7 separate regions of the Mus musculus genome follow, and all the other regions are linked to region 1. A link is a contact called in public capture Hi-C and promoter capture Hi-C data. All regions are on one chromosome and are shown on one strand. Each heading gives the region's core, a stretch centred on a gene start, on an enhancer-like site or on the middle of the called end of the contact. The rest is flanking DNA. Distances are from core to core; before and after follow the strand shown. Region 1 holds the start of Iqcb1 (IQ calmodulin-binding motif containing 1). Region 2 holds the start of Poglut1 (protein O-glucosyltransferase 1). Region 3 holds the start of Cox17 (cytochrome c oxidase assembly protein 17, copper chaperone). Region 4 holds the start of Sec22a (SEC22 homolog A, vesicle trafficking protein). Region 5 holds the start of Pdia5 (protein disulfide isomerase associated 5). Region 6 holds the start of Sema5b (sema domain, seven thrombospondin repeats (type 1 and type 1-like), transmembrane domain (TM) and short cytoplasmic domain, (semaphorin) 5B). Region 7 holds the start of Lrrc58 (leucine rich repeat containing 58).

Evidence for each region. Promoter capture Hi-C pulls out the DNA fragments that hold promoters and counts their contacts. Capture Hi-C pulls out chosen DNA fragments and counts their contacts.
Region 2: a promoter capture Hi-C map of hippocampal neurons shows a contact between it and region 1, with 5 times the contacts expected there. The contact joins the promoter of Poglut1 here to the promoter of Iqcb1 in region 1.
Region 3: a contact with region 1 is called in a promoter capture Hi-C map of liver, with 2.6 times the contacts expected there. The contact joins the promoter of Cox17 here to the promoter of Iqcb1 in region 1. A contact is called at or near these places in 2 of 39 promoter capture datasets (liver and pre-B cells), 1 of 115 datasets of contacts at active chromatin or transcription factors (astrocytes) and 1 of 9 other capture datasets (adipose tissue).
Region 4: a promoter capture Hi-C map of hippocampal neurons shows a contact between it and region 1, with 7 times the contacts expected there. The contact joins the promoter of Sec22a here to the promoter of Iqcb1 in region 1. A contact is called at or near these places in 4 of 39 promoter capture datasets (3T3-L1-derived adipocytes, hippocampal neurons, liver and 1 more).
Region 5: a capture Hi-C map of embryonic stem cells shows a contact between it and region 1, with 2.3 times the contacts expected there. The contact joins the promoter of Pdia5 here to the promoter of Iqcb1 in region 1. A contact is called at or near these places in 5 of 39 promoter capture datasets (the 3T3-L1 cell line, 3T3-L1-derived adipocytes, cranial neural crest and 1 more) and 1 of 9 other capture datasets (embryonic stem cells).
Region 6: a promoter capture Hi-C map of stem cell-derived epiblast-like cells shows a contact between it and region 1, with 4 times the contacts expected there. The contact joins the promoter of Sema5b here to the promoter of Iqcb1 in region 1. A contact is called at or near these places in 8 of 39 promoter capture datasets (the 3T3-L1 cell line, cranial neural crest, embryonic stem cells and 3 more).
Region 7: a contact with region 1 is called in a promoter capture Hi-C map of pre-B cells, with 4 times the contacts expected there. The contact joins the promoter of Lrrc58 here to the promoter of Iqcb1 in region 1. A contact is called at or near these places in 2 of 39 promoter capture datasets (liver and pre-B cells) and 1 of 115 datasets of contacts at active chromatin or transcription factors (large pre-B cells).

What each region holds. Positions count from the first base shown.
Region 1 is chr16:36,826,507-36,830,741 of GRCm38.p6, forward strand. Iqcb1 (IQ calmodulin-binding motif containing 1) reads left to right here and starts at 1,894. Exons shown (of 15, transcript NM_177128.4): 1 at 1,894-1,986; 2 at 2,498-2,567. It overlaps Eaf2 (ELL associated factor 2), which reads right to left and starts at 1,753. Exons shown (of 6, transcript NM_001113401.1): 1 at 1,545-1,753. The coding sequence starts at 1,650.
Region 2 is chr16:38,548,328-38,552,562 of GRCm38.p6, forward strand. It overlaps Poglut1 (protein O-glucosyltransferase 1), which reads right to left and starts at 1,929. Exons shown (of 11, transcript NM_172380.4): 1 at 1,756-1,929; 2 at 1,016-1,106; 3 at 111-254. The coding sequence starts at 1,840.
Region 3 is chr16:38,344,634-38,348,868 of GRCm38.p6, forward strand. Cox17 (cytochrome c oxidase assembly protein 17, copper chaperone) reads left to right here and starts at 2,366. Exons shown (of 3, transcript NM_001017429.2): 1 at 2,366-2,574. The coding sequence starts at 2,468.
Region 4 is chr16:35,361,431-35,365,665 of GRCm38.p6, forward strand. It overlaps Sec22a (SEC22 homolog A, vesicle trafficking protein), which reads right to left and starts at 2,488. Exons shown (of 7, transcript NM_133704.4): 1 at 2,394-2,488; 2 at 131-329. The coding sequence starts at 312.
Region 5 is chr16:35,488,844-35,493,078 of GRCm38.p6, forward strand. It overlaps Pdia5 (protein disulfide isomerase associated 5), which reads right to left and starts at 2,030. Exons shown (of 17, transcript NM_028295.1): 1 at 1,886-2,030. The coding sequence starts at 1,921.
Region 6 is chr16:35,538,892-35,543,126 of GRCm38.p6, forward strand. Sema5b (sema domain, seven thrombospondin repeats (type 1 and type 1-like), transmembrane domain (TM) and short cytoplasmic domain, (semaphorin) 5B) reads left to right here and starts at 2,471. Exons shown (of 22, transcript NM_013661.2): 1 at 2,471-2,711.
Region 7 is chr16:37,866,546-37,870,780 of GRCm38.p6, forward strand. Lrrc58 (leucine rich repeat containing 58) reads left to right here and starts at 1,855. Exons shown (of 4, transcript NM_177093.3): 1 at 1,855-2,435. The coding sequence starts at 1,951.

The DNA of each region.
Region 1 (4,235 bases), core at 644-3,143:
GGTCTCTGAGGGCACTGCATAATATGATGTGCATATATAGACTCAGGCCCACACATACACATAAAAAAAATAAACATATCTATCACTAAATAACTTTTTTGTAACTTTAAACTTTGTACTGAAAAACAAAAGATCACTGCATGCCTGAGAAGAAGGAAGAGGAAAAGGACATAGTACTTGGGAAAGGGGCATTGAGAGGTCAGTTAAGAACAGTACCTTGCTTTTGGAAAGGGGAGAGACAGAGAGACAGAGAGAGAGAGGGGGAGGGAGGGGAGGGAGGGAGGGAGGGAGGGAGGGAGGGAGAGAAGGAGAGAGGGAGAGAGAGAGAGAGGGAGAGAGAGAGGGAGGGAGAGAGGGAGAGAGACTATGGCTGCACAACACTCACTGATTCATTGTGGGGAACTCTGGATGGTAACCCAGAGCAAAATAAACAAGGAGCACTACTGAAGTTCTGTTGGTAAACTTCTCCCATTTATTCCACCAAAACATGATATTTTTGCTTAATGCAGCCTTTTTATAAAGCTTAAATATAATCAATGGAAGGTTAAACCCATTGGTTCTTCCTACATTTACTCTGAGTTATTATAGATGAATTGTCTACAACTTAAACTTTGAAGACTGAGTTTTAAATGAGTGTTTTTCAGAATATAAACCTTGTAAGGAAAAGGACAGAATGGTGGAGAATGTAGGACAAGCAGACAGTAAAGAAGAGCTGGGCTGCAAAAGAGATGTGAAAAAAAATCTACAATTTCACACACACACACACACACACACACACAGAGGTCACAACTCAGTGACCTTTCCCTTATGCGCTAGAATTCTGTGGCCTATTATGCAAAAAAGAAGTTTTACATACAAAATTAAGTTATATTTTTCGTGCTGGCATCTCATTTAATTACTAAAACGAAAAGGCTCATTATAACCTCTTTTTCAACAATATTAGAGATAACCTATTAAAATAGATCCCAGAGAACAAAACACCAAAGGGTAGAAATCATTAGGAGGTAGATTTTTAAAGTAAAGAAACTAGATAAAAAAATCTTTCAATTTTTGATAATCAGTAATTACTTAGTTGACCATGAAATCTGAGATGGAAAGAGATACAAACGATTGAGACAGCTGACAATCTCTTCCCAAGAACAAACTAAATGGGAACCCTCATCAGCCAGAATGGGGAAGAAATGTCCTTGTGGCCTCTCCACATCACTTTTGCCCTGCATTCGGTCCTTTGTTCCATCTGTCTGTCACCTTTTCAAACTCTGCACCATCCACTTGTCACGCTAGTCTCCACAGCCACCCGTGCAGATCGTCCCACAAAACTTCCTCTCAGGTCTGTCAGTCTCACTTAAACCCTTCCAGGGTTCTCCTACACTGTGGGACGCCAGGTGCCTGCACAGAGGCTGGCAACTGGGTAGTGGATCACTGTGCCATCTGGTCTCCCGGGGAGCAAAGAGCGGCGGGGACAGAATTACAGAATCCGGAGGAGTCTGTCTCCATACCACCCTCCCATCCCAGAAGGAACCCGGGGTACAGTCTGCACTCACAGCGCACGGTGTGGAAGGCACAGCGCGGCTGCTTCTCGAAACTTTCGCCTAGCTTGAGAACCCGCTCGCGACGGTCCAGGTATGCAAGTCCCGCTGGTCCACTCATCCTCGTCCCCTGCCTCCCGCTTTTGGCCTTCGCCGTCCCCTGCCACAGCCTCTGGAACAGCTGCACTGGCTGCGAGCTTGAGTTCGGTGCCCGGGACCAGCTCCTTTCACCTCCAGACGCGTGCGGCCGCCCCTTGGAGCGCCCCGAGTCTTGATTGGCTGTCTGGAGACACCTGCCCCGCCCCTCGCCCCAGGGCCCCGCCCCGCCCCTGGCCACCATCCCCGCCCCTAGCCCCCTTCCCGCGTCGCGACGCACACAGCTCGGCGGAGACCGCCTCGCTGAGGTACGCTGTGCGGGTCGGGCCCTGAGGTGGACGGACGCGGGGAAAGAGATGAGGTAACAGACCCGAGATGGCGGCTGGGATGGAGGAAAGGCCCTAGGGGGGCGGGGAAGCTAGGACGCCAGACACCCAGGGCAGAACTGCCTGGCGGGGCCTGGTAACGGGAGCGTGGGCCTCCTCCGCGCCGGGCCCGCAGGTTTGGTGTGGAAACGGACGCCTGACGAGAGGTGGCGGCCGGGCCCAGGCCTGGGGCCTCCTGAGGCCTAGCTGCTCTGAGGCGGGTCTGGAACCCCAGCCGCGCCCCCTCAGGTGATGTGACCAGACTGGAAACCTCTGGAAGCCGCGCAGTTACCTTTAAGGGCCGTTCATTTATTTATTTTTTCTTCTTTCTTTCTTTCTTATTTATTTATTTATTTATTTATTATTTTTTAATTAGCCCTTTAAAAACACAGGCTTTTCCCGCCGGGGTTAGGACCTGAGGAGGGGGCGTTTCCGGAGGCGACGGAGAAGCCTAGGGTTAGGGGTAACTGACTGCTGTACGTTTGTTTCTGGCATTTGTTTCTGTAGTGATTCCTGGAAGCACTGAAGAGCGCGGCCTTGGGACTCTTGATTTCTCAGAGATCAGTCTAGCAGTAGGGTAAGAGCGTCAATTGATTGATAATTGCCTTCACACACACACACACACACACCCCACCTCACAGAAGTGTTATGAAGTAGGAGAAAGCGTGCTTTGTATTGGAGGATTATTCAGAGAAAGTCTACAGTGAGCCCCCTCAGGTGATTCTTCAGGTTAATTGTGGCATCAGACTATGCTTTCAGCACTTCTACCTTAAATAGGTTTGTCAATTTATTTTTTTCAGATGGATGAGGGATTATTTTTTGCCTTCTACCCTTTAAAGATACAAGGAGAGATTGTTCAATGTATTTATGCACGAAGGTTCTGAAGCCAGAATCTCTGGGCTTGTACGTCAGCTTCATACTCTCAATGTGATTTTTGTGCAAGCAAATCAAACAAATGTGTTTATCATTAGAATTGGGGAAATAATAATAGCTATGTAAAAAATAATGCCATTCCTTAGAATTGTTGAGGTGGTTAAATGAGTTAATACATGCTCTCTAAATAATTATTTTGGGTTCAGCAATACTTTCATATTTTTAGACTTAATCATTGCTGAATGCCTTATAAATTTTGAAGTCTAGGGACAAGGGATGGCTATTATGTTCATAGATGAAAACACTGGTTTAGAGAAACCCAGGTGGTTGATTTTGTGGCCATCTAATGTCAAGAGGGATTTGTTCAGTGGCACAAGTGAGTGGATGTATACTTTCACATTGATTTTATTACCATATTGTATAAAGTAATTTGCAATCAGAATGGCCACCAGTGAAGGGAATGTTTAAGCATATTTTGATGAATTCTTACAAAGAACAGGATAATGTAGACACCGGAAAGAGTAAGACAACATGCATTCTCTTGGAAAGTTTTACATCTTCTACATGCTAGGAATGTTATTGGGCTTTCTTTAAAATAGTTTCAGTGGATTTGTCTATTAATGATTTATATTTTACTCAAGAAGAGGGTCTCACTATAGTTCTGGTTGTCTTGAAACTCACTATATAGAGGTCCGTCTTGAACTCACAGAGATCCACCTGCCTCTGTTTCCCAAGTGCTGAGATTTAAAGGCATGTGCCACTATGTCCAGCTAAGTTTTATTTTTCTTAACTGCACATTTAAGATGATTATGGTAACTATTTCATAACCCCATTGAAAGGATAAAATAATGCATTAAAACCCATTTAGCACAGTTCTTCATAATAAATATGTTTATTAATTAAAATATGTTTTATATTAATGATACTATTGAGCTTCAAATACTTATATAGAAAAGTTATAAAGAAAAGTTTTAGTAAAAAACTATAGAAAACTACCTAGAAAACTATATAGACTTATATAGAAAAGCTTTAGTAAAAAAAAATTGAGGTGTGGATTTTTGAATTTTAGAATTGATAGACTATAAGTAATTTTAAATTTTGTTATAATTTCATAACATTTCTTAGGTCTAGTATGTGGGGTTTTCCAAACCATCTCCAGGTTCAGTGATTAGGTGGACGGGCTCACAGGATTCAACACATACATTGTCTTATTTGTAGCTGTACTTTATAGTGAAGATATGTAAAGCAAAGTCAGTAAAGTGAAAAGATCATATAGGATACAATCCGCAGAAAACCAAGCACAGTCTTCCAAGACCCACTTCTAGTAGAATTACAGAGTATACATAATTTCTTAAGGAAAACAGTTGTGACC
Region 2 (4,235 bases), core at 679-3,178, 1.7 Mb after region 1:
AATGGCTGGCATACCAAAAAGAAAAAAAACAAATTCCTGTAGCTGGTTCCTAGGAGTGTGATCAAGTCAGCCTCCGTGTACTAACAGTGTTAGAGGACCCCAGAGGATACCTGGAGGGAAACATGCAGTCATCTTCCCTGAATAACCGGTTCTTAATGATCTGGTAGTGGGTTCCTAGCTTCCGCCTGACCACCTCAGCCATCATCTTCCTGGAGATCCCACCTCGGAAAGGAGTCAGGTCCTCTTCTATGACGCTGTGCAAGAACAATGGAAAACATCGAGCCAAAGCAGGCCACGAGGTTGAGGACGCCATCCCATCTATCCCCAAGAGTTTTGTTTAGAGGATACACTAAGCAGGGGGGAGAGCAGGGGATAGGAACGAGCCACTCTTCCACAAGAGCACCATGGATAACTGAGAAATATCAAACTTGGGAGCATAGGCTGCAGTCACCAGGGAGCAAATCACATCCCTTCTCAACTTCAGCACAGAGTGAGTTTCAGTATCATCAGCATCTTTGAGGGATCAAATAAAAAATGAAGAGCTAGGACTGCTATTTAGCTGATGGACTATCAGAGGGGTTACGTGGCTTGCCCTGAGGGGTAGTCGGCCTGCTTTCAATGTACTGAACTAACCCTGCCCAAACGTGCATACCTTAAAGATAAAAACCAAGAGGAAATACTGATTAGATGATAAACATGCTCGTTCCTTTTCATGTGCAGTTGCAGACAACTAGCACCAGAGAGAATAATAACAAGACATGAACTCTGGACCTAAGAAGCTTTCAAGAGAAATAGAAGAAATAGAAAGCACATGTTGCTAAAATACCATAGGGAACAGAGGCAATGTGGAGAACACCGAGCCTCTCCCATCCCAGAGCATTTCCATACATTACGAGAGCCATCTAAGGTCTCAAGACATGCTTAGATCACTAATAACTGCCATCAAGATCTCTCAAGGGACTTAGCGAAGGTCCCTACAAGAATCCAGCTCTCAGAGACACACCAAGGAACTCACCCGTGATAGCAGCTGCAGTTTTGACTTGAACATGGTTCATAATTCTCCAAAGCCCTGTTAATTTGGTCAAGAAATACTTTCCATTTTGAGCCTTCAAAAAGTGAAGGAAATGAGAGTTAACAGAATAAATGCCCTTGGCATTCGTATTTGCCAAGCACCAGGCAGAAGCAACAGAAGACCAACACTTGGAGAAATCCCCTTCCTTTCCCAGTAGTGGAAATGCCAAGAACGATTCTTTGTGTAACTTGTCGGGGCTTGAGTCAAGTCTGTTCCTCTACCTGCGCCATCAGGTATCTAAGAAATTGGAAAAGTCACAAGCTATTAATGTTTGGCCTTCAGTAGGTTATGGAGACACCGGACTTCGACATGGATTCTCACCTAATCAAACTGAACCCCATCGAGACAATCAACGCAAACTCAAATCCTCCCTCATCTGTTTTGTCCTAATAGCTAGCAAGTGCCTCCCACCCTCCTCTGGGGAAGCACGGAACAGCGTTCTGCTGTAAACAGGGAACATCCCTCTCTTCCTACCATCCCCAATTCTGGAGGATGGGGGTTACTCTCTGGGATCCAGGACCAGAAGAAGAGGCCCACCAAACACCTAGGCTCGCCCCCGCCCGCTGTCCAGCTCGCGTTGCAGCCGCACAGCATCCTCCGCGCGCCGGGGGCCACAGCGAGCACCCAGGGACCCGAGCGGACCCCGAGCCGCGGCGGTAAGCTCGGCCCCGCCCGGAGCCCACCTGAGTCCTTCTGGCGGCCCTGCACCGGGCACAGGAGCAGTAACAGCATCCATGCCCTAAGCCGAGAGCCCGCCCGACGCTCCATCACCCGCAGACCACTGCGGATTCCCACCCGCACGCCGGCGGAAGCGCCGCCCAGCAGAAGGATGGCGGCGGACGCCACGGCACGTGGGAGCTGCCCTACACAAAGATGGCTGCCGAGCCCGCCCCTAGGCCTCCGGGAGCCTGGCATGGGAAATAAGGCAGCAGGAAGCCCATTCGGGTGGCACATTTAATAATGGTCAGTTCTGTGACAAACCGAAGGTTGGAGGTAGTTTGTTTTGTGCTTCAGCTATACACAGAGCTTAGGTTAAATCATTCCTTGGCTAGGTCACTCCAGAACACCAAACTACTTATTTATTGATCGTATTGAACGGATGTCCCCAAAAGGTTGCACAGGTCCATTTATAATAGGAATTTCTAGCAATATAACACAAATAGGCCGTGTTAAACAAGCCCTTGTTTTGTACTGAGGTTTGTGATAGGCTGCAAAAGACCATACCAAACCAGATTATCAATAAACAAATTGGATGCCAGGCAGTGGTGGCGCATGCCTTTAATCCCAGCACTTGGGAGGCAGAGGCAGGCGGAAATCTGAGTTCGAGACCAGCCTGGTCTACAGAGTGAGTTCCAGGACAGCCAAGGCTATACAGAGAAACCCTGTCTCAAAAAAACAAACAAACAAAAAGCAAATTGGACGTTTTTTAAAGCTATGTATCATTATCATTAAATTCTTTTATTCTTGGACTGGAGAGATGGCTCAGCGGTTAAGATCACTGACTGCTCTTCCAAAGGTGTTGAGTTCAAATCCCTGCAACCACGTGGTGGCTTACAACCTGGTGCGTCTGAAGACAGCTGTAGTGTACTTAGATATAATAATAAGTAAAACTTTTTAAAACATTCTTTTATCCTTGAGATAGAGTGTTATAGTATAGCTCAGACTGGTCTCCAACCCATAATCCTCTTGCCTCAGCTTCTAAAGTTTGTAGGTACCAGAGCTTGCCAAACACTAACTGAACTTCAGAACTTCGAACGTGCAAACAACAAACCAGGAGCCTCACAGCAACTGATCCAAAAATAGACCAGAAAGGACTGGAGAGATGGCTTAGTATTTTAGAGCACACACTGATCTTGCAGAGGACTTGAGTTGATTTTTTTAAAATTATTATTGGATATTTTCTTTATTTACATTTCAAATGTTTTCCCCTGGGTCTTCCCTCACCTCCGGAAACCCCCTATCCTATTCCCCCTTCCCAGGGCCTCTATGACAGTGCTCCCCAACCTACCCACCCACTCACCCACTCCTGTCCTCTGCCCTGGCATTCCCCTACCCTGGGGCATCGAAAACCCTCAGGCCCAAGGGTCTCTCCTCCCACTGATGCCAACAAGGGACATATTCGGCCAGAACCAATATGTCCCTCCATGTGTACTCTTTGGTTGGTCATCCAGTCCCCAGGAGCTCCAGTGGAGGAAGGGTGTCTGGCCAGTTGACACTATTGCTCCCTCTACAGGGCTGCAAAACCCCTCAGCTCCTTCAGTCCCTTCTCCAACTCCTCCATCAGGGACCTCAAGCTCAGTCCAATGGTTGGCTTCGAGCATCCTCCTCTGTATTTGTCAGGCTCTGTCAGAGCCTCTCAGGAGACAGCCATATCAGGCTTCCATCAGCAAGCACTTCCCCGCATCCACAATATCGTCTAGGTTTGGTGACTGTATATGGGATGGATCCCCAGATGGGGTTGAGTTGAAAGTTTTAATACCAATGTCTCACAGCTCACAACCGCCCTTAACTCCAGTTTCCTAGCCTCTGGGGATCTAGCCTCTGGCCTCAGTGAGCACCTGCCCTCAAGTGTACATACCTACACACAGACACACTGTTTAAAAATAATAAAAATAATTTTTAAAGATATATTTTATGTGAGTACACTGTTGCTGTCTTCAGACACACCAGAAGAGGACATTAGATCCCATTACAGATGATTGTGAGCCACCATGTGGTTGCTGGGAATTGAACTCAGAACCTCTGGAAGATCAGCCAGTGCTCTTAACCACTGAGCCATCTCCCTAGCCCCAAACAAATCTTTTTTTTCCCCCCCTTGGTTTTTTAGGACAGGGTTTCTCTGTGTAGCCCTGGCTGTCCTGGAACTCACTCTGTAGACCAGGCTGACCTTGAACTCAGAAATCTGCCTGCCTCTGCCTCCCAAGTGCTGGGATCAAAGGCATGTGCCACCACTGCCTGACTAAATAAATCTTTTTTAAAAAGAAAAAGCCTGTGAAACCTGGGCCAGTATGATTTTAAAAAGAAGGAAAACTTCTGTTTTAATACCCTAAGGAAAGTAGCAGTTTTTGTTGTTTTTTGATCCTGCATGTAGTATAACCTCCACTTGGTCATGGAGCAAAAAGTGTCCTTGAATGCCAGGCAGCAATGGAGCATACCTTTAATC
Region 3 (4,235 bases), core at 1,116-3,615, 1.5 Mb after region 1:
TCTCTCTCTCTCTCTCTCTCTCCCTCTCCCTCTCCCTCTCTCTCTCTCTCTCTCTCTCTCTCTCTCTCTCTCACACACACACACACACACACACACGGGATAAGAGACAGTTTATTCTGGGAACAAATATGGATGATTATGGGTCTGGGAACAGTTTCACACTACCCTAAATTCCACATTCCAGTATGGTGATATGACACTCCCATGTAGTTTTATAGTAAAGAAGCAAAATCATAAATCAAGACACTTCCCATACACAGCGGTAAAAACATTAGGTGGACAGGTCACAGGAAGGTAAGAAAATCTCAGCCATAGCCTCAGATGGTGTCTGATGATCTTCTCAGCCTTTTGGTTGGTGGGAACTGGGGGTTGGGGGGAGGGGGTCTGCTCATAGATTCCAAAGGGTTTACCTAATGCTCACAAAGATGTTAGATCACATACAGAAGGGGGCAGTAAAAGACCACTATGTGGGGACTAAAGCTGCTCCAATACTACTTGGCTATAATCCAGCAACCTTCCAGCCTTACTAAGATCTCTAAAATTGTAATCAGTTGATCAGCCTTTCAGGAAGTTCAGAGTGATGTGTGGTTCAAGCCAGGAACTTTCCTTCACAAAGGGAAAAATGAGAGGAAAACTTATCAGTTGCAATAAAGTTCCAATTCTCCTCCTCCTCCTCCTCCTCCTCCTCCTTCTCCTCCTCTGCTCCTTCTTTTTGTGGTCTACAATTTGTATCAAAGTCAGTCCTCACAATCCTTACATTTTCCAGTTCTACTCTTTTTCTTCTTTGTTCATTTACTCTACACAAAAATGCAGTAGCGCCAGTAAATACAGGTGAGTGGTTTGAAAGTGAAAGTTACTTTGCCTTTAGATACATTGCACAGGATAGTGCATGGACCATGGGGAGAGATGGAACCTCATGAGCTATGTAGCTCTGAATGAATCATATGCCCTTCTGAACCTCCGTTTGTTATGAAGATTAAATGCCTCTCACGCTCAACTCTATACAGGGAAGCTGTGATGCTGAAGATTATATTGATCCTAGTTGAATTTAAGAAATGCCAGGAAAAGGCATTTTTAATTCTGTTAATTGGTATAATGACAAATATCTGATTGCACAATTAATAAAACCAGTTTAGGAGCTGAGGGTATGTAACCCAGTTTGTAGACTATTTGCCTAACATGCAGGAAGTCCTTATATACCAGGAAAGGATGGCACACACTTGTAATTCCAACATTTAATAATCAGTTCAGGGTCATCCACAGATCATTCAAGGCCAGCTTAGGCTAGAGACTTTGTCTATAAATATTTATATTAAAATTAAAACCACTTTTTTGGGTGTGTGTGAAGAAATGGCTCACTGGTTAAGAGTATTGGCTGCTCTTCTGGAGATTCTGAGTTCAATTCCCAGCAATTACATGGTGGCTCATGACTATCTGTGATGAGATCTGATGCCCTCTTCTGGTGTGTCTGAAGACAGCTACAGTGTACTCAGATACATACAATAAATAACTACAAACCACTTTTTTCCTGACCTACAGCTAGTTTAAGGAAGCCACTCAATGCTGTACATCTTAGTGAACTTGAATACAATTAGAATGGTTGATTTGAAGCAATGGAGCTCTACTGAGGGGGTTACACTTTCAGTATCAGTTACCATGTCATTTACTTATCCAAAACACACACACACACACACACACACACACACACACACACACAGAGAGAGAGAGAGAGAGAGAGAGAGAGAGAGAGAGAGAGAAACAGAGACAGAGAGACAGAGACAGCCCATCACAGTTGTTGAAAGTAGAAAAAAATCTTATCTTCTTTCATGACTACTGTGTCATGATATATTATCTGAAAATTTAGCATATATGCCGGAGAGAAATAGGAGGTAGGGGGCCTTTGTATCTGTATCTGCAGAATGTCTACAAAGCAGGAAGGAAGAAAGACCATAAAATATCCCAGGGTGGAACCCGGATCTGCTACTGCTTGTCCAGTACCAAAAGGTCAGCCCTGAAAATACGAATACAGTTAGCATTATACTGGACTGAATGGGTCATATAGGAATATATGTATGCATGTATACATATAAGCATGCAATAACAATTAGGGAGGAAAAGGCCATGAATTTGAAGGATAGTGGGGAATGGGTATGTATATGTAAGGATTTGTAGAAAGGAAAGGGAAAGGGAAAATGATGTAATTAAATTACAATCTCAAAAACAAAACAAAAACAAAAACCATTCTGGGTGACCTTTTAACCTTTGCGCCAGCGCTGACGCCACGCCCTTGGAGCGAGGCCTTGTACCACTTCTTTTGCGCACGCGCTTCTTAGACTTACTTCCGTCCGGAGAGGCGGGACTTCCTGTCCCCCTTCGATTGACTGCGGAAGTGGAGACAGACGGCTCAGGGTAGTCGGAGTTTGGGAGCTTTGCGCGTGTGCGCTCATAGTTGCTTTCGCCTGGAAAGATGCCGGGACTGGCGGCCGCTAGCCCTGCCCCGCCCGAGGCTCAGGAGAAGAAGCCACTGAAGCCCTGCTGTGCCTGCCCGGAAACCAAGAAGGCGCGTGATGCGTGGTCAGTGCGTAGCCCGGGAGGGAAGCCCGGGCTTTAGCAGCTCGGCTCCACTCTGCTCTCTGGGACTCTGGAGATGCAGGGACCCATAGTTCCGCTGTCCTCTCTGCTCCCTGATCCCGCACCCCAGTCTCAGTTAGGGGTCAACGGAGAGGGCAAGAGGTTACATTGATCCCAAGGTTCTCGTCCTTCATTCCTTACTACGATTGCATTTTAGTCTTCTTAGGGATAAGACCCAGATAAATAGAAGTGCGTAAAGATGCTTCTTGATTTAAAGGCATTTAAAATATGTGGAGATTTGTTACCAGCCAATACTATACCACCAGCTGTGATAGATTTACTAAGACCTAGGTGTAAATTTTTCAGGTAATCTTTAGTAATTTTTTTTTTTTTTGGTCGAAACGTGTGAATAGTAGAACACAGGATACATTTCTGAAGGGATACCCTTTCCAAGAAGTTAAAAGTCAACCTGTCTGGAGCTGGAGAGATGGCTAAGTGGATAAAAGCCCTGGTTGACCTTCCAGAGGGCCTAGTTTCGATTCCCAGCACCCACACGACTGTTAACAATCTTGTGTAATTCCAACCCCAGAATAATCTGACACCCCCTTCTAGCTATTGCGGGCACTGCACACACATGGTGTGCAGGCAAAACACCTATACACATAAAAACAAATTGTAAAACTTGTCTACAGGACAGAGGTGATATTAATGTTCATCGACTTTATCATCAAGTCACAAAAGGTTTTGTTTGGTCTCCTCCCTTTTATGTAGCCTGGGTTCTGGGGCAGATACTGAAGTCCTCAGTGTGGCTATGCATCTCCATCTTCTCCCATCAAAGCAGAAAAATACTCGGAGAAACAAATATGGATTCTCATGGTGTGATTTCATTACCGGAGAGACTGAAACAGTTTTAAGTCTAGCCTGAACATCCGAGTGAGACCATGTCTCAAAATAAAAATAGAAAAATACACAAAACAAAGTATTCCTTGGTATTGTAAGGTAATAAGAGTGTAACCAGTTATTATTATCACTACCTATAAATGGAGAATTTAAAGATCGATCTGATACCAAGGTTCTTGAAATACCAAGGTAACCTGCTTAAGGAGACTTTGGTGTGGCTCAAGACTCAGAGCTTAGAAATACAGTCAGGCTTTGAATCTTCTCCCTCCAAGTTGGTGACCTTATGCAAGGTACTTAACAAGTCTGCTTCACACGTGTGTTGAACGAGTCCCGCATTTCTGTAAGGTTTAGCAGTGGGTGTCGGTGGTAAGGGGAAGCTAGCTGTTATACGGAACTCACTGTCACACCCAGTCTTCTCATCTGCTGGTAAGGATGGTAATAGGAGAACCTCTTATTCTTTTTGAGACAGGGTTTTGCCATGTAGCCCAAGCTGGCCTCCTCCTGAGGAGTCTCCTGTCTTAGCTTCCCGAGCATGATTACAGGGGTGTTTCAGTACATTTGGGCTCTTGTGACTACTCTTAGGATTTTATCATCACAGACCCTTAACCTTCTGAAGAACGATTCATCTTGGTTGCTCGTGGCTACCAGATCTCTTTTGATGTTTATGTTGTTGGGTGTTTAATGATTAAAGGTAGGCTTAGGTATTTGGATGTAAGAGGAAAAGGAGAAACAGGAAGTTAATTTCTGTGTGATAGGAGGACCAA
Region 4 (4,235 bases), core at 1,238-3,737, 1.5 Mb before region 1:
TCAGAACATGAATGTTGACTTCAAGTTTCTCAGAGTCACTCAAACATGAGGTTTTCTTGCAACCATTTACATTTCATGAAAATGGCAACCTACAGGCAACTGACTCTAGCGAACCAAACTGAGGTCTTACTTAATGTTATAGCGCCCCGTTTTCAGTGTACATCTATCAGGAAATTGAGCAAGTTTCCTGGACAGCATCTTAAAGTACTTTCTGCACTCCTGCATTCCTGTGCTCTGCTCATAATCAGTGGATGCAGACAGCGGTAGTCCATCCCTCACACGAATGACTGAGGCAGACAAAATCATAGACATTTCAACCCACAGAAGACCTAAAATAAAATGAGAAATCTGAATTAAATAAAAATCAAGGCCAAAACTGGTAAGCATTTATACAACTTTCACAATTAGTAATAATCAGAGTATTAAGATAACAACACAATATATTCCAAGAACCTTCCAATTAACACATTTTTTAAAAATATGTAACTTATTTTATGTGTATGAGTGTCTGTCCACATGTATGTACGCGCACCATGTGCATGCCCGGTGCTCTTGGAGAACAGAGAGGAAGAACTTGATATGTTGGAACTAGAGTTGCAGATAGTTGTGAGCAGCTATGGGGGTACTAGAGTCTTCTGCAAGAGTAACTAAAGCTCTTAACCACTGAGCCATCTCTCCCACTACCAAACAAGCTTGTAAAAACAGCATTTGCAAGCTGGGAAGATGGCTGAATGGTAACACTTGTAGGGCAAGCCATCTGATGACGGGAGTTTGGCTTTCCAGAACACAAGAAAAATTGAGACGTGGTTATATGAGGAGATATCTATAATCCAGGGCTCCTACAGGTAGATGGGAATTGGAGACACAAAGAGTTCCCAGAAGCTCTGAGGACAGATCACCTGGTATATTGCAGTGAACAAGAGACCCTGTCTCAAACAAGGTGGGAAGGCAAGAACCAATACCTTAGGTTATCCTTTGACCTGCATACCTATGCTGTGGCACACATATGCTTCACCCCTACTGGTCAGTGTTCATAGTGCTACAAGTTGCTATGCAAGTGACTGGAGAAAGGCAGCCATCCATTTCACCCAACTACGAACCCTGCAAGCTCTAATAATGACCTGCCTACAGTGCCCAGAGGTACAATATGACAGAATATTATAGGAGTTACCTATCTTTTTTTTTTAATTGAATTTAAGATCCACTTCATACACCTCATTTGAACCTTCCGGGAACCGGTAAGGTTGGGTATTTGTTTCACTTTGCTTTGGAAGAAACACAGGTTCCAAAAGCTTAAGTCATTTGTTCAACCCCTAGTAAGTAATAAGTTGTTACTAACTCTAATAACTCTATAAGACACTGCCTCTAAACATACCCAGGCTTCGTTACTACATGGAGAGGAAGGTGGCAAGTATCTCTTTGCTAGTGTCTTTTCATACACCAAACTAAAATATACTTAAACTTTACCCAGTCTCTAAAAATCAAGTACTAAACTGATGTGATCTTCTTAAGTGGAAACGGCCGATCCTTTAGTAACTTTTGGTTACGGGTGTCAGGTTCAGCTCTCAAGTCTTCCTTTACACACTAGAAGTTCTAAGTATTGTTTAAGAAACCGACTTCTCACGGTACTGGCAAACGAGTGGGTACCAGTAACATGGAATGTGATTCCGTTTTTTAAAAAAATGGTGGTTGTACTAATCCGCTGGGATTCTATCACGTGTAGCCTGGCGGGACACCCAGGCTCTGCCCAGGGTTAAGCACAGGAGGGGCGGGTTCTGAAGAGTTCCACCTGCCCCCAGGTGATGGTGATCCCGGAAGCTAAGCAGCAGGAGACTCCCCACTTGTGGAGCCAATTTCTCAGGTCTCTTTTCTGCCACAGAGAGTCGCAAAGCACCTTTAAAACAGGGCCTCACGGGATTTCCCAGAGCCAACGAGTAAGATGTCCAACTGCAACGCCCATTCAGACTTCACAAATCACAGGGTACAAGCTACCCCGCCCAAAAGAAAGTAGGAATGCCACCTCAAGCTCTCTCGGGCCACCTACCAGCCCGAGTGAGTCGGTGTGCTGCTGACATCGGGAGCCAGGGAGTCAACACTACGGCTCGCTGGCAGCCCGGGACGGCCGTCCCTCCCCGTCAGCAGCCCCTACTCCAGCCGCCCATCCTAGGACAGGCCTGCTAAACAGCAACCGCCGCCCGCGAGGCTCGCAGCCCTAGGTCGCAGGGACTCGGACCCTGCACGCCCGTCCTCCTAAGCTCTGAGGCCACCGCCACCAAGCTCCGGCTCGGACAACTACCGGTCAAGCCGAGGTGGAACTCCGAGAGAGCGGCGCGAGCAGCCGGCCAGAGCTCCGGGAGACCCAGAGGAAGCTGAAAAGAGGGGCCGGGCCATACCTGTCGCTCCGGGACCCGCGGCTCGGAGTGACGTGCCACGCAGTGCATTGTGGGGCCGGGAGTGGCCTTCCAGCGGGGATGCCCGCGTCCAACGTGGCTGGCGCCGGCGGAGCTCGCACGGGCCTATCGGACGCCGTGGGAAGCATCCAAAGACCCGCCCCTTTCCGAGGCCCGCCCTATCCCCGCCTCCTCCGGCGGAGATTGGCAGGTTTTCCTGCACCTGCGCCAGGAGATTGCCTTCTCTTCTAAGAAGAGAATTATGCTGTCCTTCGGAAATAAGGCTAATCTCCTTCACCTGCTGCTTTGTGTCGGGAAGCAGTTTGTCTCTCGTGCGCCACTCGGGACAGAGGAAAAGCTCTCTCTGGTGAACAGGGAAAGGATCTTCTTCCATCAGGCACTACACAAAGAAACTTAGCAAAACAGAGAGAAAAGCCTCAGTAGCTCCTCCCAGCCTTCACGAGGTTAAGTATTATTAAACAAGGATATGCTGAATGTCAATTAAATGGTCGGCAGCATCTTAAGCATGTTTTACAGGAATGTCCACAGCACTCCTTTTAAGGTGTAATAGGAATAAAAGGCATTAAGGTAAATTGTTACAGAAATGTACATTTGACTGGTACTGTGAAGAAAAACTAATAGGTACATTGATGAATGAGTTGTGGACTGTCGGGGAAGAGCTCCATGATTACGTACCTTTTAAGGTCAAGGTATATTAAGGGACCCTTAAAAATGTTCTAGACCCTGGAAACATGATTTGTGAGCATTTAACTGTACTAGGAAGTCGTGATGGTTGGTTTCTGTCAACTCGACAGAAACCTTCACATAGCTAGAAGAAGGAATCTTGATAAACCCTCTGTAAAATTAGCCTAGTGGGCAAGTGTGTAGGATATTGCCTTGATTGACGATGATACAGGAGAGCCCCGCCCAATGTGGGCGGTCTTCACCCCAGTGCAGGTAGTTCTATGTTGTACCAGAAAGTAGGCTGAGCAAGCAATGGGGAGCAAGCTAGTAAGCAGCACTCCTCCATGACTTCTGCCTCACTTCCTGTCCAGATCCCTGCCTTGAGCTCCTGCCCTCACTTCTTTTCGTAGATGAAATAAATCCTTTCCACACCCAGTTGCCTTTGGTCACTATGGTTAATTTCATCAATAAAAAGCCTAAAGCAGAAAGTATGTAGGGGCAAGAAGTTTAGGCTGAGATGAGGCAAGGTCTAACTCTCTTTGGCTACTTTATACAGTTCAGACTTCAGCAACACACCCTAAGATCAATTCACAGAGCTAATAAAGATTCTTAAGTAGGATCTGATTTACATATTTTAAAGCTCATTTTGCTGTTTATGGAGATGGATGGATAGGGAGCAAGAAGGGTTACTGATGGGCCAGTTTGGAGGCAGTTGTATTGGTCAAGGCCACAAATGATGGTGGCTTAAACAAAGATAATGGCAGTAGAGGCAGAAAGAGATGGACAATTTCAAGATATTAATAAATCATAGGTGGAGTTCATGGGTCTTAATGGACTGATTTTCTGGAGCAGGTCAAAATAAAGGAGACTATTAAACATGGTGCCTTAGGTAACTAGATGGGTTAAGAAGCCATTAGGATTCTCAAAGTGTAGCAAACATGTGGGCTATGTTAAATTTGAAGACCTATAAATGGGAATGTCAAGAGGCAGTTGGGGATAAGTATGCCTAGGGCTCAGAGGGGAGATCTGAACTAATTATGTATTTGGTAATTCTTAGTATGACTTAACAGGGCATTCCACTCTGAGATAAAGTTCCAGCAGAAATGTATTCATGTGTATTAAAATGTCTATAGAATGAGTAGGTGGTGGACTAGTCACACA
Region 5 (4,235 bases), core at 780-3,279, 1.3 Mb before region 1:
TCCTGCCTCAACCTCCTAAGTAGCTGGGATTCCAAAGCCATGCCATCAGACCCAGTTAAATCCATTTTCATAAAACCCTGGGCCACGCCCAGTGGCCTTCAGTCAATACAGAGCGAACAAAGAAGTCAAACTGCTCCCAGGGATGTAGGAAGCCCTTATCAAATCCACATAGCTTTTAAATGCACAGAGGCCCAACCCGCAGTCACTTGCTGCGGATTCCAGGCTCTCATCCCTCTACCTTGTATTTGCGGAGCTAACTCTAGGCTCAGGAACGTCCAGCTGCCAGGTGCTTTGGGCAAACCTCAAAGTTCTTCCTCATTGCCTGAGGGGAAGGTACATACAGACCTCCGAAATACCCACAACACATTAATTCCTGGACTCTGCTCCACCCACCTCAATAAGGCCCCAGGGGCTCTCCCTTGGCAGACTCTCCCTCTCAGAGATGTGACCTCTCCCTGTGGGGACTCTCCACCTCAGATAATGTATGGCTCTCCTGTGGCAGGCTGGCAGCAGTTAGGGTATTAGCTCTTGTCCTTCGAACAGTATTTGCTCACAGGATTGACTGCTGTTCAGCCGAGGGCAACACCTGAAGGCAGGCGCAGAGTGTAGTTTGCTCCCCACCCAAAATTCAACCCGGTGGCAAACAATGTGGTTGATAAATGTTTACAGAGTAAAAGGTCAGTCCCCTGGGCTCTTGTTTTTACTGAAGGGAGGGAAAAAGGAAGAAAGCAAAACCCTCCTCCCTCAGAGTTCAAGGACTGACATCCTGATGGGAGTCAGCCCAACTGGCTCCAGGAAACTTATGTCAAACATCATGGCACACCACCAGCACCCCAAAGCTTCGCGGTAACCTACTAGATCTCTCCTAGACGGAGGATGCAGAACTGGGAACAGGGAGCTTCCTTTGACACCTTCTTCCACATAACAGAAAACTCGATGTCACTCCTTTAACTGGTGATCCCAAAGGACAGGGCACTGCGGAGTTCAAGCGTTTAGATCTAATCACCCCTCCCTTTCCACCACACCCCCCCCCATCTGCCCAGCATCCTTGCCACACCCAAAGGGAAAACAGTGGAGTGGTAGGGGCAAGTAAGTCTTCCGAACTTGGTGATAGTGGCGGTGGCCATAAGGAGATGGACCCAACACAAGGGAGACAAGAAGTTACGAGAGAGATGTGGAAGAAGGCAACTACATCCTGTCACACACCCACAACCACACCTCAGCCCCAGGGGCAAACCCGTCCCCAGTCCCCACTTCTTCTCGGGGGATGCTTGTTCGGGAAAGTCCTCCCATCCCCACATAGTCTGCACCACGGTTCACCCCTCCTCCACTTCTGTATCACTCCGGTATCATTTTGCAGTCTCCGGAGCTGGTTCCACCGACTCCTCAGCCGACCCGTCTGACAACCTCCTTAGCGGGTATCTTTACGGTTTCCCATCTCATAGAAGGAACGCAGACACGTTTACAGATCCAGGGCGCCACACACACAGCTCGAAAGTGGCCGGGGCTGGAGCCGGCATCACCGTGGGAGCAGAACTCTTGGAGGTGGTGACCCCACCCAACCCGTCACGCGCCCTTTCTCCGGGGGTCCAACCCACGAGCAAGTGTTCCTGCTGCGCAAGTGGAAGGCAGCCTCCACCCCACACTCACACAGGTGCAAGCACCGCCCGGGGAGTCCTGCTTAGGCTAAGGACATCCCAGACCTGCGTCCCCGCAAAGTTGTGCGGGAGCGCGAACCCGGAGAGAGGGATCACCCGGCCCGGCCCCAGTGGAGAGCAGAGGACCAAAGACCCTATTGCCACCCGGCGAGCACGCCCCCAACCAACCCGGACCGCGCGCTCCCACGGCCATGCGGGACGCACGTGTCGCCGGCCCACAGCCTCACCCCAATCGCCAGTAGCAGCCCCCACGCCCGCGCCATCCCCGCCGCCTCCTGCCGTCTGCACCCGGCTCCCGCGCACGCCTGCCAGCTCCACCTCGGCCAACAGCTACGGCCACTTCACAGCCGCTCCCCGCCTCCGAGTTCCCGGTGCCACGTCTGCCAAAGCATGCGCACCAGGCTAGGAGAGGCGGCCCGGGAAGGAGCCTGCCGGGAGTTGTAGTTCACGAGAAGCTCGGGATGCCTCTGCCTCGGACTTTGCCTGAGGACGCAGAGTAGCAGCTGTGAGGATGGGGGGCAGGGAGGCTGGGGAGTAGGGACAGTTGTTCACTAAGGAGCCTTGCTCTGTGCCCGCAGAATCAGAACCAACAACTCACTCTGCCCCCAGAAGTTAGTTTCCCCACCCCGAGGATTAGCAGGCAACCCAGAGAATTCCAGTCATTTGACTGTAGGTACTAATTGTAAAGTCTATGATGGCCTGTGGAGGATGGAAAATGCCATCTGCTCCCGAGGCTTTTTTTTTCCCCTTGACAAAACATTATTGAGGTGTCGGGAAAACAATTTAGAGAGCCCAAAAAATATTAAGTATAGATCACCACACTATCCCCTTACTCCTTAACCATATACTCAAAAGAATCGAAAAGTGTGTTCAAGTAGTACTAGCACACCAATGTTCCTAGCAGCGCTGTTTATGATAGTCAAAGAAGAAAGAAAGGAAGAAAGAAAGAAAGAAAGAAAGAAAGAAAGAAAGAGTGAGTCTAAATATCCTCAAAAGACAAATACAGAAAATGTGATATACACCGGTACAACGGAATACTATTCATCCAATAAAAAGAAATTCACACAACCATGTTAACAAATATCAAAAATATATGATGCTGATTCTTAAAAAGCCAAATGCAAAATGTTGTATATTGTATGATTGCATTTATATAAAATATACAAAAATTGGAAAAAATGGTTTTGGTTTTGTTTTTTTTTTTTTGGTTTGTTTGTTTGCATTTTGTGTAAACAGATTACTCTGACCTGGGGAATGGAGGAAAGGAATTTCAGTTCAGAAATCCATTGATGAGGATGAAAATCTTTCAGAGCTAGATAAAAGGGGAAGCAGCACAGCATTATGAATGTATTAAATGCCACCAAACTGTATCATTTAAATAGTTAATTGATGTTAAATGAATGCTAATTACCTGAACAAAAAATGTAAAATGGGAGCTGGACAATGGGTACATTATTTAGGAGCACTTGCTGCTGTTGGCTCCCACATAGCAACTAACAACCATCCTGTAACCCCAATTCCAGGGTATCTGATCTCCAAGGGCACAAGATATGATTGTGGTACTCCTACATATGGGTAGGGTGGTGCACGCCTTTAATCCCAGCACTCGGGAGGTAGAGGCAGGCGGATTTCTGAGTTCGAGACCAGCCTGGTCTATAAAGTGAGTTCCAGGACAGCCAGGGCTATACAGAGAAACCCTGACTCGAAAAACCCAAAAAACAAACAAACAAAAACCAACAACAAAAAAAAAAAAAAAAAACACCCATAGACATAAGACAGGTCTTTTATGTACAACAAAACAAAAAATCCTCTTTTGAATCCTCTTTGTCACGCGCACCATCAGCTTGTCACTTCATTTAGGAATGTTTGTTGGACAACTACTCCGTCATAAGGATGCAAATGGAGAATAATAAAATGGACAGAGGAAGTGCACATTGAGGAGTTGGGAGATATTCCCTGAATAAACGTTGCCAGCTGTCTAAAGCCTCTCTCATCCCCCAGTTTCCAGGTGTCTACTCCTTACCTTTAGTGCATACCCATTGTTAGTCTTTAGCTGTCTTGCCTTCCAGAAACACTGTGTGTAAACAAACACACAAGCCTACATCACTTTGTGTCAGGAGTGCTCACAGCATCACAGTAGCAACCATCACATTGTACATGGGAGCTAACTGCCACATTGTAGCAACCATCTCATTGTTTCATCAATGTTATTCAGGAAATTGTTGCATGTGCTGCTTTGGGGTAAGTCCCCAGAGATAGGGCTGTGTCCTAAGTCACTTGCTTTTATTGATTATGAAGATGACTTGGGTAATTAGCCCAACAGAGAGTTGCATCTTAAGTAGAGACTGCTGATGTAGTCCTTAGGCCAGCTGAAATGGAACTTGTGGAGGTGGAAGACTATGCAGAATAACCTGACCCAGGAACAATTGCTGCTCCTGACCTGCAGGCTCCAAGTTCCGTCTCTCGGTCAGGCTAAAGTCTCAAGGCCATACACACCTAGCTGTCATTCTTGGCTCACCCCTTCTCAAGAGACCCATCTAAGTCCTTACTGTGTTCTGTTAATTCTACTTCCAAAAT
Region 6 (4,235 bases), core at 1,221-3,720, 1.3 Mb before region 1:
AAGATTCTCTCCCGGCTAAGTTGGCCAAGCACCAGGGTATGCCTGGAGCAGGTGGTGAGCCAGGCTCAGGAAGAAACTGTCCCCTTTCTTAGTGTCCAGCCTCTGGAGCTCTCTGGTATTGAGAGTCCTTGAGTAATCACTGGTAATCAATACAACACAGTAGGATGCAATTAGGATTAATTAGCTCAGGGTTGCGAGCAGGCTTGCTCCTCAGCCTGTGTCTCTGAGTGTCTCCTTCTTGGCTCCTCCTAAAGATGATGATCACCTTTTCTGTTTCCCCCAGACAAGGGTGTCGCCTTTTCTCTTCCTGCGCCAACCTCCCTCCCCGGCTCATTCATAAGGAGAGGGGAAGCCAGGAAGGGGTGTGGGAAAGGCGGTGGGAAGACGGTGTGAAGGACGGAGGCTTTCCAAGAGACAGTGGTGGCCCGCAGAATCATCCAGAAGGCATTTGCCTATTTTCCCAGCCAGCCAAACAGCCTCCCCTCACTTCGTGCAGCTTATGGAACATTATGGTTTTGGTTTAATCAAACGGTGCTTCTAGGGCTTGGAGAGATGGCTCAGCAGTTCTCTTGCTGTTCTTGCAGAGGACCTCAGTATGATTCCCGGCATCCACACCAGGGGACTCACAACTGCAGATCCAGGGGATCCAATGTCTTCTTCTTGTCTCCACGGGCACCAGAACACACATGGCATACACTCACACAGACACACAAGCCAACATATAGAATGAAAAGAAATCTTTAAAAAAGATGTTTTATATTCCACATCTTTGTATCTTTGCCATGGTAAAAACAATCCTCTAGGGATTGGGAGTGTGGGGGAGGGTTGGGCCAGTGTGTATAGCATGGAAGAGGTCCAGAGATTCTAGAAACTGGCTTCTACTCTCCAGATCTCTTGGTCTGTGTAGCGCATACTGCTTCTTCAGAGCTGACCCCCGGCTTAGATGTGTCTGTGCTCAGACGACGCTTTCTCCCCATCCCCATCTTTGCATCTCTCTTTGGGTCCAGAATAGGTTTTATCTTTGTGAGTTCTTCTTTATGCAGCACATTACGAGCTTCAGCATTTTTCTGTTGCCCTAGAAAGACTATCTCTCTGAGGTCTGGTACTGTTTCCCTTTTCACAGCACCTCATAAAGGGCTTCCTTAGAGCACACCCTTTCTGTTCCACTACCCTGGAGGTACTGGAGGGAAGCATCCCGGGATTCCTACTGCCTGCATCCTGGGACTCCTACCGCCTCCATCACTATCTCCATCCTTCTGCATTTTTCCGAGGTTTCATTTTGTAACACGAAGTGCTTCACCTGGAATCGGTTCTAATTCTCCAAAGCATTCCAGAGAGACTCTTAGCGTTTTTATTCCCCTAAAGCATTATTTGGCGGTTTTCTCTGGTTTTCTCTTAGAAGCACACTTCTCTTGTTTTGATTGTTCAGGTCCTTTGTCTTTCCCACTTTTTCACTTCCTTAGCTCACCTTATTTTATAATTAAAGTACCTCTTCTGTTCAGCAGAGGGCTCCCTTTCCATCCGTGCTTGTAGCCCTAGCATCTAGGATTTGAAGCTTGCGCTCCTCGACTTTCTCTGTCGACACTAGATCACTTAACTTGGAAACAATCCCACCTAGCTTGGTGTGGCTGCGCTAAGGGTCCCTCTGCTGCGGACATTACTCCGTTCCTCTAGGATTGAACATTCTTTGGATACCCTCCCAGTGTTCCTGAAGCCATTTCACTCCCTGGATCCCCTGCTGGTTCTTCATACGAGGTTCGGTAGGGTGCACATCACTAACGTCAATTTACAGCCGAGGAAACTGAGACTTAGAGAGATTCACCCAAGATCTTGTAGCTTGTGAGGTTAACTAGCAACCGGTCAGCTCTGGCTTTTCGGTCCAGCCCAGCAGCTTAGCATCTCGCTGTTGCTGGAGTTGATTACAATCTCCCGGGTTTAGTACGCGGTCCTTTTCTCATTCATATTTCAAATCCACAGGCAGAAAAATGTTTCTACACAGCTAAAGGGGCTGGGGTATTGGGGACCCCAGGGTGTGTGTTGGGGGGAGAGCTTTCTCAGGCTCCAAGTTGGGGTCGGTTTGAGATGGGGATGGCAGAGAACGGTAAGGTAAAACCTAGCAAAAGATGGCAAAGGCTAGAGACCTAGGACAGAGGCAGCTTCTGTCCACCCATCCCCATAGCTCGCAAGCTAGGGGCCGGAGTTCTGCTAGGGGGCGAAATCGGGATGCAGGGCGCCCCCTCGCGCTCTCCCGCTCTCCTCCGGGCTGGCGGGTGAAGCGCCAGCAGTCGCAGGTCCTCTCCATCCCCCTCCTCCTTTTCTCCCCCGCTCCCCTCCTTCTCTCCTCTGGCTTCCAACTCCTCCCCCACGCCTCCCCCCCACCCCACCGCCTGCTCCCTCACTCTCCTCCTCCCGGCTCGCTCCGGCGCGCGGGGTCTGGAGCTAGTTGGAGCGCGGGGGTTGGTGCTGGAGCCCAGCTCCGCCGAGCCCCGCCGGTCGGCCGCGCATCCAGCGGCTGTTGGAGCAGCCGGAGCGCAGCCGGGCCCGACAGGAGTCGGAGACTGCGGCGGAGCGCTGAACCCGTAGTCCGGAGCCTTGCTGTTCGGCCGCCCCATTCCCAGACCGGCCACCAGCCCTCGGGTTCGTCGCTGTGGTCCGCACCGCCCTGAGCCCAGGGCCGCGGGGAGCCCGGCACCTGCGCGTGCTGCCGGGAGGTGAGTCCGGGAGCTTCCGGAGCTTTTTCCCTCGCCAGCTGGGGCTGTGAGTTGCAAACTTCAGCAACTAGGATAGGTAGAGGGGTGGGAGTCCGGGGGCGCTGGTAAGTTGGAGGCACGTTGGGGAGGCTTCAGGGGGCTGGAGCGCGGGTCCCGGGGCTGTCTGGGGCTACCTCGGCTGGGGCGCCACCGGAGCTGCTGCGTTCCTGACACCCGCTCGCTCTGGCTTCTGGCTCCACTGGGCTGCGATCAGCGCGTCTAGGCTGCAGCCGCGGCGGAGACCCAGATCGCGGGCCTGGAGTAGGGGGACTGACCAGGGAAAGGCTGGGGGAGCGAGGGGGCAAAGGAACGGAGACTGGGCCGAGACAGAGGTTCAGCAGAGGGCGGGCGGGGAAACCTGGCAGAGGAAGAGTGCGGGCGGCGAGGCGCGTGGGAACGCGTGGCCGGCCCAGAGTGTGAAATCTCCCGCGCAGGGACGTCCCCCATGCCGCCGCCACCAACCCGGCCCTCGCCTGATTCTTCCTAGACCCCTCCACCCCCTAGGCTACTCCAGCCTTAACTGGGCCCTTCGGAGCCCACAGTGTCCTCTAAGGCCCTGGATGGAGCAGCCCGGGGCCCCTTGCTCCTGCCTCAGCCAGTGAAGCGGGTGCGGCGGCGGGAACCTGGGACTAAAGGGGCGATTTCCTGATTTATTTTTCTCATGGTAATTTGTCTTTGTGATTGGGGCTGCCCATTCACTTTCCGCTCACGTCGTGCGGGAGATCCAGCGCGGAGGGAGGGATGGGGGGGGGGGTTGCGCTTGGGCACAAGGAGGGATGCGAACAGGAAAGGGGATCCGGGGACCCGAGCCGGCGGGAGCGGAGACAGAAGTAGCAGCAGGACCCGCGGAGAAAAAGCGAAGGTGAAGAGGATCGGCAGAACGATGTGGGCTCCGTTGCGGGCCTCAAACTTTAAAGAACCAGACGACCACCTGAAGCGCCGATCTCATCCCTTCTGGTTGCTTTACCGGGGCCCGGTTCTGAGTCGTCTCGCCCCGTTGCGCCAGACATGAGTAGGCGCTGAGTTTGGATCTGGAGCGGTGGCCTCGGGACCTTGCCCCCAGGCCTGCGATCCTCTTCTGGCTTTTGATAATTGGAGAAGAGCCTACAGAGCGCATCTGGTCAGCCCACCTTTAGTGGGCCATGCGCTCTTGGTCAGCCAAATAGGACTGGGGTATTGGAAGTTTGACTGTGTCTAGAACCTACACGATCCTGCCTTCACTGGCCCTAACTCCGATCTCTTTTCTCCACCCTTTTGTAAATTCAATCTCCTTCCACCCGTCTCTGCTCTCCCATTGCCTACCCGCATTCTGTACCGACTTGGACCTCATTCTGCGGTGCTCTGTTCAACCTCCCTACCTACCCACCCCCATCTTTTAGTCCACCCCTTTCCAGTCTTCCTTACCCCCCCTTGTTTTTTTTTCTTGGCATTTACAAGTGGCTTCTTGTCTTTCTGGAGCCCACGACCTTGAGGAAGGGGCAGAGG
Region 7 (4,235 bases), core at 605-3,104, 1.0 Mb after region 1:
CTTTATTAAAATAGGTCATACTACAGCTCTTCAAGCAGTAGACTCTAAATTTTGTCAGTTTGCCCATTTCTTTGCTACAGCTCCATTTTCTACCCTCTTTCCTTCACTGTTTATTTAAAAAGGAGTTTCTGCCCCACTTAGGACTTTCTGCATAGCTTCAGATTCTATTATTGAGATCATCTTTCCCCTACTACCTGATGTTTACACAGGCTAGCTCTTTTTCTCAATCATGTTTTGTTTTTTTCCCTCGTTTGACATTGCTACTGCTTGTTGTTTTACCAAGAGTACACATTTTTAAAGCATTAAGTATTCTTGATCACAGTAGGGCTTCTTCTAGAATATTAGGTTGATCTGAAATAAGGTCCATTTTAAAAAAGGAACTTCCAAATCAGATGTCTTCAAGACACTTGCAGATTTTATTTTATTTTTTAGACATGGTTTCTTTTTTTTTGTTACCCTGACAGTCCTAAAACTATGTAGATCAGGCTGGTACTCACAGAGACACTCCCACCTCTGCCTCCTGAATGTTGGGATTAAAAGCAGGTACTACTATGTCTGGCACATATTTTTTAAATTCCACTCATAGATTGTTTAAACTAACAAACATGACAACTCAATCATAAAGCTTAGCTGTGAAGTAGCATGAAGTCTCTCATCTGCACAACTGAGTAGATGAGGTTATGATTTTTAGGAAAAAAAGCAATTTAATCCCACTGGTTATCACATAACCTTTTAACTTTCTTGTATTTAAGCTCGGTAAGAAACTAAGCTTTTCTCTTATTTCCACTAATGACTTTAAAATTACAAAACGAAATCTCAGAAAAGATTGACATTGAAATGGGATCAGGATGAAAATAAATCTACTGGAATTAGTGAATTAGAGCTAGAGTCAAGACTTTCCCAGTTAAATTCTATCTAGTTCTCACTTGCAGAGTGCTTTGAACGCTTTCTCCATCTGAGCTCAGTGTAAGCTAGATCTAATAAAGGGGGCTCCTATATCCAACTCCCAAGCGCATTCCCATGCCCAAGGGACCAAAGCCCACAGGAGTGATTCTGTGATTGACGTGGACAAAGTTCTTATTGGACACACAATACTTTTACAATGGTGCTTTTTGTTGTTGTTTTGGGGTTTGTTTTTTTTCCAAACAAGGTTTCACTGTATAGCTGTGGCTGTCTTGGCTCGCTCGCGTTAGACAATGCTTTAAGAAACAACAGGCAATCAGGGAAGGGAAGGTCTTCAAGCATGCTTTCCAGCTGGGGCGACAGCCATCTCCGACTTTGGCTTTAGCTTCGAAGAGGCCTTTGTTCTTCACCGTGTAGCCCTGGCTAGCCTGGGCTATGTAGGTCAGGCGGGCCTCAGACTCAGTACGGCTGCCTCTGCATTTCAGAGCGGGGACGAGAGGCGTGGGGCCACCAAGCACGTTCTCCTGAAGACATTAAATTCTCAGGCTACGTCCCCGTCATGGCTACTCTCTCTGGATCCCGCAAAAATGGGGGGGCCCCGGCCTCAAGTGAGAACAAAGGAGGCGGCGCCCCGTGACGCGCAGGCCCCCGGGCGGGATCAACAGCCCCGGAGCTGTTTACTCTGGCGGCCAAGGCCACCACCGGGTGCCACACTATAAAGGGCGAGCTGCCCGCTCCGGGGAGCCTCAGGCCTCCGGCTCGCCCACCGAGCCCCGCGACGCCCGGGCGAGCACAGCTCCCTCACACGGTTCCCGGGAGCGCCAGGCCTCGGCTCCTGCGCAGCGGACGCCGCGCCGTGCGCCACGTGAGGCGGAGCCCGGCCCCCGGAGCGGCGCGCGCACCCGGCGCCGACCATCGCGTGACTCGGAGGGCGCGCGGGGGTGAGCGCCCGGGCCGTACCGGGCCGCGCCGCGCCACTTCCGACGCGGCGCTCGCTTTAGGTTCCGGGGCGCGCCGCCTCGGCTCGCGGGCCCGGGATCCGGCGGGATGGAGGAGGCCGCGCTCGGGGAGGCCGAACTCAACTGGTCCCGCCTCAGCGTGTCGGCCGAGGCGTTGGAGTCGGAGCTGGAGGCGCGCGCCGAGGAGCGGCGCGGCGCGCGCGAGGCTCTCCTGCGGCTGCTGCTGCCCTACAACCGCCTGACGTCGCTGCCGCGGGCGTTGGGCGGCGGCTTCCCGCACCTCCAGCTCCTGGACGTGAGCGGCAACTCGCTCACGGCGCTGGGGCCCGAGCTGCTGACGCTGAGCGGCCTGCGCACGCTGCTGGCCAGGAACAACCGGCTCGGCGGCCCGGGCTCGCTGCCCAAGGGCCTGGCCCAGTCGCCGCTCTGCCGCAGCCTCCAAGTGCTCAACCTCAGCGGCAACTGCTTCCAGGAGCTGCCCGCCTCGCTGCTGGAGCTGCGCGCCCTTCAGACCCTCAGCCTGGGCGGCAACCAGCTGCAGAGCATCCCCGCCGAGATCGAGAACTTGCGGAGGTGAGCGGCGGCGAGTCCCGGGGGTGGGGAGCGGGGCGGTGGCCCGAGCTCCGTGGCACCGGGTTGGAGGGGGAGGGGGACTAGGCGAGCCATTGTCACCCGTAGCGTCTGACCAAGGGTGGGTGGGTGGGTGGTAGCCTTTGGGTTGTGTTTGGCCTGCCGCAGGTCTTCGACGCCCCCCGCGCCCCCCAATGAACTCTGGAATTCATTGTGGAGACCATGCTAACCTCAAGCTCACAGAGCTCCGCCTGCCTCTACCTCCCAAATCTGGGGCTAAAAGACATGCGCCACTAAGCCGGACTTCGCCTTCTTTCTTGAGTCTAGACAGGGAGTCAAAAGGGCTCCCGTTAACAGAGGTTGGCGATTTCTTACTGGTTAAGTCTTCCGAGACTTTCCATGCGTTTGCATCAAAGTGGCATTTAACGTGGCGTAGGAGGTGCTGACCTACTTCCTTGGTTTTTATTTCCAGTTCCCCTCTTTTCCCGATACCCAAAGTACCATTTGTGGAGTCAGTGAGCCTTGCACACACACACACACCCAGAAAGGCAGCTTCACTAAATTGTGGGGTTGGGGTTGGGTACAAAAAAAAAAAACAAAAAAACCCAAAAACAACAACAACAAAAAAAAACCACGCTGCGCTTCCTTTGACCCTGAGGAACTATTCACATTTCAAAATTTTATCTTAGGAGTCTTTTCTGTAATTCTAAAAAAAAAAAAAAAAAAAAAAAAAAAAAAAAAAAAAACTGTTCCCAGGACAATTAGAGCCAAATTACTTCCTCTGTGTGTCACACATCATACCATTGTATCTGTGTTACTGTATGTTACTGAATGTGATTCCTTCTTTACAGGAACTGTCTGTCCTATCTCCTAGTGGCTTAGTCAGTAGTGTACTGGAGTGAGGAGGTGCAGAGAGGATAATAGAAGTGCTCTAATGTGCCCTGCAGGGGAGTCAAAGCAAAACAAGAAAGCATCTTCCACTTGTTAAATATTTTTCCTCTCTTTTAATTGGTTAGCCAAGATAAAAGAATGTGGAGCCAGAAAGAACCTTCGAGTTAACAGGGAAAACATTGACCCAGGAATAAGACTTTTTCTTCACATCTCACCCTTCTGCTGGTCACTTAGCACTTCCTGTTTGCCAAATGAGGCATCTGGACACAGTGTCCCTTAATTTGCTCCTCGATAGATGTTTACACAGTACTTGATGTGTCCCAACATTTTCCTAAGTTCTGGGGCTAATCCCCTGAGATAGAATGACAGGGATTTGACCTATTTTGGTTCTTGAGTAAGTGCCGTTTGAGTCAGCCTTCTGAAGGAAGTAACAGTGAAGATTTGAGTGTGAGCCATTGGACCAATCCAGGTAAAAAGAAGAGTGTGTGTGAAAGTCCAGGAGCAAGGAAAAGAACTGCTGAAAGATGATCATTGCAAAGAACCGGGGACACTCAGAGGGTGTCACATCTTGAAGACTTCCATAGAGTGTGGGTTGTATTCTGAGTGCACATGTTTGTTCCTGTGGAGTGGCAAGGGGCTGAATGAAGGAGAAGGGATTTGGGGGCTGGTTAGGAGGCCATTGTGGTAGACACCGGTAACCTACAACAGGAGTACTAGGGAAAGGTAGGATATAGGACAGGTAAGGGGAGATTATGTTCATTGGACAGACTTTGGTTCCTCTTAATTTTAACATGTCGTGTTTTATTTCAATCAAGTATTTTTAAAATTTTTTATTATTTTTGTTATTTTTGTTTTTTTGGTTTTGTTTGTTTCGAGACAGAATTTCTCTGTGTAGCCCAGGCTGGCCTTGAA